Linked DNA regions of Rattus norvegicus: region 1 is linked to region 2. The links are chromatin contacts, called in public Hi-C maps. All regions are on one chromosome and are shown on one strand. The core of a region is the stretch at or near the end of the contact, and the rest is flanking DNA. Distances in the headings are between cores, read along the strand shown.

Region 1 (3,317 bases), core at 228-2,727, 130 kb before region 2:
ATAGGAAACGGATACTGTGTATGTATTTTCTCCACCTAAGACCCATGGAGAATTAGTGCCACTACTCTGCTGGGGGGAAAAAAACAAATCCCCGAGACAGTGAAAAGGAGCACCAATGTTGCAAATACACAGCTGGAGGGAGGCTCCAGAGTTAGCCTTTCGGAACAGACTGAGCAAACTTGCCAAGGCTGAGAAGGCATTTGCAGAACATGACGCACAGGCACAAAAAGGAAATCATAGGGGTTGGGGATTTAGCTCAGTGGTAGAGCGCTTGCCTAGGAAGCGCAAGGCCCTGGGTTCGGTCCCCAGCTCCGGAAAAAAAAAGAACACCCCCCCCCCAAAAAAAAAAAAAAAAAAAAAAAAAGGAAAGCATAGAGAAGAAACTGATCCACCGTCAAGTAAACCAGTCTCTCTGACTGTTCACAAGAGATGTCTTCTACACCGGGCTCTTTTTTTAGTATTTTCAGTGGTACTGGGGACCAATTCAGGACCTATGCAAGCCAAGCACAAACTGCCTTTGGGAACTCTCTTTTTGGTGTTTTGTTTTAAAGACACACTTAAATGTTAGAGGAGATACTATGAGACAATCAGTTTTGCTATTGAGGATATAGACAAAAAAAAAAAAAAAAAGGTTTTTTTTGGGCACCAGGCGCAGTAGCACACAACTTTAATGCCAACATTCTGGGAGGCAGATGAATCTCTGAGTTTGTGACCAGCCTGGTCTATTGTAGCAAGTTCCAGGCCAGGCAGAACAACATAGTGAAATCCTGTCTCTCTCCCCATACTCAATAAAAAAATTGAGGTGAAATTTGGCAAATTAGTTAATACTGAAATAAAAAGGCCGAAAACATGTTCCTAAAGACTTAAGTAATCGCTCACTCAAATCTGTGAAACGCTGTTAACGATTTTTGTGGCCAACAGAACATTTAGTGGTGGATGAGAGCGACAGAACTTCGAAGCCATTAGAAAGCTAGTGTACCTGTATATGCGTAACAAAAAATTTGTGTAAGGAATGCTAGAAACGTTAAGATTCTTTAGCACAACTCATACTTGACTTGGGCCCTTTTATGTAAAAAATAGTTGTAGATCGAACACCCGGAGTTCATTGGCTTCCTGAAGTCCGGGTGACCGTTGGTTTTGTTCACCGTAGTTACCCCAGGGCTTGACCTCTGCAAGAGCTGAGAGTGTGCACAGCCGCATGCAACGAACGAGTCAACCCAAGCCCGGGAGCTCCTGCAATCAGGAATATCAGGGACTGATCAGAGCACGATTCCGCTCGCTAGAAACGACCGCTTCTTCCTACTTCCCGCCCAACGTAGCAGTCCCCGAGCAGTGAGGCCTCCCTTCTTTGCGCTCTCGTGCCGCGCTCACCTCGCCGGACTCCCGCCAGCGCGGGAGCCCTCAGTGCAGACTGCAGCCCGCGGCCCCACAGCAGCAGAGCTCGCAGCTCTCGCGCCATGCTTCTGTTCCTTAGAACCACGAACAGCCAACAAGAGTGGCGAGGGGGCCTTCCGCAGGGGCGGCTCAATGACGTCATCGCGCGCGCCGGGTTGTGACGTCACGGAGGCGCCGGCCTGTCCAACGCGATGCCTGTGCGAGAACACGAACGCAGCAAACTGCTGCGCGGGAGAGCCAAAAGACCGTACTTTTTGACCTTGGATCTCAATGACAAGGACGCTGACCCCTTGCCTGGAGTGTGTGATGGTTCTAGTGTCCCCGGCCGGCGGCTGCAGGCTGTCCCTGGGCAGGAGCATCCCATTCTCAAGATGTCACTACTCAGGCTGGACTGTGGATGCGCGGACCTACCTACTCATGTATTTCTATGTGTTTGGGTCATTGGAAAACAGCAGCAATGCCAAAACCTACACTGACAAAGAAATTTTAGGTTTGACTGTTATTCGCCAAAACGTGAACTCAGCAACCAACACCTCTGGACTTGCCGGTTTACTGTGACTTTCTCCCTAGTGGAAGTTGTTTTTTTTTTTTTTTTTTTGGATTCAGGCCTGGTCTCTAACGTTTGATCCAAACTCCAGCTGCTTCCTAAGCAGATTGCTTATCACCGTCCTAATCTCAGATAAGACCAAGCGACAGGTTCTCGCTTGATTGACACACGCCAGATACATTTTCCAATGATCAAATTTTACAAAAACATTAACGCGGTTGTCTAGCTTGTTATCAGACACTAGTTCCTATTGCAGGAGCGGTTAATCCCTGGATCCTGAAGAGCCTTCAAACTTTGGTAGAGGGCATGTTTAGTTATGGTTCTAGGTTGAATGTGTCAAAGATAGCTCCCACATGCTTGACTCTATAGATGGAAAATAGAAAAGAATGGGCAGATCTAGGAGGCCAGACAGATGGCTCTGTATTTAAAGTGCCTGTTGCCCTGACATCCCTAAGAAATTGACAGGGCACTGTGTGCCTGTAATCTTAGTGCTGGGAAGACAGAGACAAGAGAATCCTTGGGACTTGCTAGCCAACCAATCTAAATTTGCTAGTCCCATGTTCAGTGAAAGACCGTTCCAAAATTTAAGGTGGAGAGCAGCTGTGGGAGACATCTTTCACTGAGTACCGCAACACCTCACAATTACTAGCCCCAAACCCTCAGCCGGTTCTGCTCCTGTTAGGCCCACATCCTCCACAACCAGCCTCACCCTCACTCCCTAGAGTTTTTCTATGTTCATTCTTAGATCCTTAAGTTCTAGCTTCTGTCTGCCTGCAGGCTCCGTACTACCTCCTCCAATCTGCCTGAGTCCCAGTCGGGTTACCACACAGAATAGCTTCCCTGGACACTACTCCTAGAGGCTTCATGTTTCATTCTTTTAACTCTCCATCCTGGAATCATCTCTTCAATCAGAGGTGACACACATCTGTAGAACATTTAGAAAGGTGATGTGAGGGGTTGGGGATTTAGCTCAGTGGTAGAGCGCTTGCCTAGCAAGCGCAAGGCCCTGTGTTCAGTCCTCAGCTCCAGAAAAGAAAAAAAAAAAATGGGAAAGGTGATGTGGCATTTAGCAAAGAAAGGGATATCCGGGCTTTAAGGATGGGGATGTAGGGTCTGTCTAGTATACTTCATTACGTTCCAGGGAAACCAACTCTAGGCCCTCCTGTGGTCTGGTCAGTTTGGAAACCATGTGTTACCAAGGGCCAGAACAGGAGATGACATTCCTGGGAATTCCAAGGGTCATCGGTACACTCTAGTACAAACTCCAAACAGTGGTCCACTTCAGATACCTCTTGGCATCTGCCCCTTCACCTGCCTGGTTCCACTTCCCAGATTTGGAACTTGTAATACTTCTTCAATGCTCACTCCAGGAAGG
Region 2 (2,951 bases), core at 204-2,703:
AGCAAGGGAGCCAGCTCTATTCTGTAGAAGTGTACTTAACCACCGTTTCCACAATTCTCATCAATAAGTTAAGATCTTTATGAAAATAAACATCAAACTCAACTTGTCATTTAAAAGTAAAAGCACCATCAGTGGCTTTTCCCTACCTACCTATGAATCGTTCACTTATTTACTCCTTCCTACTGCTCAACAAGTTTTAAGTCAACAAAAATCTTCTGAAAAGTGATGGAGGAGGGAGAACACTCCCCTCTCATTTCTACATTAACCAATGTTACCCGTCTCCTTTCATGACTGGATTCCAGGAATACTATTCAAACTGAAGCCATGAAATCGAAGCTTTGTTTCACAGTAGAAATATTTTTAATATTCTTATATAAAGTCGCATAAAGTTCCACAACTTGAACATCTGTGTCTAGCGCCAATCTGCAGGCAGCAATGTAATTTGATTTCGACCCATTCATCAGAAACTGGTTTTCAGATGCCGCTACAAGTACGTACTAGAGAAATGCTAGCTGCGCTAAGCCGGCATTGTTTGCAGCAGCGTACAAGTTTTTTTTTCTTTTTCTTTTTTTAATTTGGAAGAAGAGCTTAAAAGAGGAAATTCGAATCATTGGCAAGGTTATCATAGAGCTATCCAGAGAACTCTGAATTACTGAACGAACAGAAAACTCTTGGCGACCTGATACGATCACCTAAGAAAGTTTGAAAGGAAGCTATTTAGTGAGTCGGGGAAAAGATTTAAGAGTATCTCGCTTTTTTCTTTTTCCCTGAAAGATTTAAAGTCCTTAATTTTTTTAATTTTACATCTTCACTGTAAAACCATCTCAACCTCAAAGGCAGACTGAGGCCAAATGGACTTTTAAAAGCCTGCTAGCTTCTTTTTAAGGTTACGTATGTAAATGAAAGACACCACAGCAACTTTGATGACAACTCGCAAGTGAGGTTTGGGGTTTTGAAAAAAAAAATACTAGGTGATCAAAAAAAAAAAAATCAAGAGTTTCTAAATAACCACTAAGCGTTTTCCCAAGCAACACATTCCAAGAAACTTCTCAGTCGCAACTCGTAAGAAGGCAGCAGCTGTGTCCGCGACTGCAGCGCCTAGAGTGGGGTTCCGATCCTGAAAGCTTTCATTACCTCTGGTCGCATTCTCTCACTCCAAACCTCCAAGGTCCCCTCCGCTGTCATCCTGGCCGGCCACGCGTGCGGACACTCGGCCGCGCCCCCGCTTCACTTTTCCTCCCCAGCAGGGAAGCGCATCCAAGGCCCGGGACAGAGTCTCCCGCCACTGCGACCCTCAGCTCCCTCCCCACGGCGGATTCTTGACAGCGAGCCTGGCCAACCTCACCTGTGCTGTCATTCGCGGAGAAGCCGGGCGAGCTGAGTTTGGCTCGTTTGGGGTTGGGCGGTCCGTCCAGCAAGTTCTCGGCCATCTTCACCTGCTCGCGGAAACAGCCCTAAGCGCGGGCGGCGCGACGCGGCCCGGACGGGGGTCGGGCCGGCGGCAGCGAGCAGGCTAGCCAGCGAAGAGCGAGCGCAGGAGCGCGGGCCGGGCCGCGGAGGGCGCAGGCCGGGTGGGGGAGGCGGCGGCCAAATCTCAGCCTCAGCAACAGCGCCCCGCAGCGCTCACCGCCCGCCCCCGGCCGCCGCCGCCGCCGCCGGCCGCGGCCCCCTCATCCCCTGCCCGCCTCCCGAGCGCGACACTCCGCGGCCCGGGCACCCAAGCGGCCCGGCCGCCTCCGCGGGCCCGGCTGGCAGCGACGGCGCCCGGCCCCGCGGCTCAGGCGGCGCCCGGGAACATGGTGGTACCGCCGCCGCCGCCTCGCTGCCCCCCCACCGCGCGCGCCCCACTTAATGAATTCGCCCGCGGCCGGACGACCGGGGGGCTCTGGGCTCCGCCGCCCGCCCGCGGCCCGCCGCCGCCGTGAGGAAAAACAATGCGCCGAGCGGGGCCGCCGCCGCGCCGCGGCCCCCCCACCCCGTGCCGCCGCCGCCGCGGCCGCCGCCGCCGCCGCGGCCGCCGCCGGGCTCCGGGAGGCCGAGACGAGAGGCGAGCGGGGCCGCCGGGGCGGGCGCCGAGGGCCGGGCGGAGCGGGCCGGCCAGGCAGAGCGGGGTGCGCGGGCGGTTGTGGGGCCCGGGACCGGCGGGGCCGAGTAGATCGCGCTCGAAGCCCCGGTCGGATCCGCGACAAGATGGCGGCTGTTGATTCCTCAATTAAAAAAAAAAGAAAGTTTTTTTTCTTCTCTTTCCAGAGCCTGAACGGGGAGGGGGAGGGGGCGGGGCACGCCTGTACGTCACCCCCCGCGGCGTCACCACGCACGGCCCCCGCCCCGCCCCCTCCACCTGCGCCGGCCGCGGCGGAAAGAGCCGAGTGCGCTCGGGTGGAAGGGTCGAAGGCGCGGCGGCAGTGCGTGAGGCGACGGGCTGAGGCGCTGGGCCGGGCCTGCGGGACGCGAAGGGCGCAAAGCAGACGGCCACTTTTGTTCTGACGGTGTCAGAAAGGCGGCACGAGCGGGGAGGGCGCCCTGGGCTCGAGCCTAGGCCCCTGGGCGCGGAGTCGGCGCTGATCCGGGCCCTGCCCGTCCGGTCCTGCCCCGGCAGCTCTCCCTCTTCGCAGCTGGCTCCTCGCCTCCTAGCTCGCAAGCCTCCAGTGTGACATCGGACTGGGAAGACGCCTGAGCAACCTGCGCCTCTTCCCCTCGCCCTGTTAGTGATGGCTTAGTGGCGCCTGCAGGTTACAGAAGGTCCTCAGCTCTGTGTGCAGATAGGGAAACTGAGGCAGGAAGGGGGAAAAGCAACTTTTTTCCGAGATCACCAGGGAGAATATGACTGGACAAGAGTCCACCCCTTGTTCTCCCCAAGTTTAGCAAGGGCACTGCGAGGCTTTTTAGTGTCCACTCCCAAGCCCAAAACGATTGGAGCCAGGTCCAACGCTGTCACCTGAAGGAAGAAG

Evidence for each region. A called contact is a pair of places that touch in the nucleus more often than the background predicts.
Region 1: a Hi-C map of liver shows a contact between it and region 2, with 3 times the contacts expected there. The contact joins the promoter of Trap1 here to the promoter of Crebbp in region 2. A contact is called at or near these places in 7 of 12 Hi-C or Micro-C datasets (frontal cortex, hepatocytes, kidney and 4 more) and 1 of 1 datasets of contacts at active chromatin or transcription factors (oligodendrocytes).

The regions. Positions count from the first base shown.
Region 1 is chr10:11,969,419-11,972,735 of GRCr8, reverse strand. It overlaps Trap1 (TNF receptor-associated protein 1), which reads right to left and starts at 1,477. Exons shown (of 18, transcript NM_001039001.1): 1 at 1,372-1,477. The coding sequence starts at 1,459.
Region 2 is chr10:11,840,842-11,843,792 of GRCr8, reverse strand. It overlaps Crebbp (CREB binding protein), which reads right to left and starts at 1,453. Exons shown (of 31, transcript NM_133381.4): 1 at 1,346-1,453. The coding sequence starts at 1,430.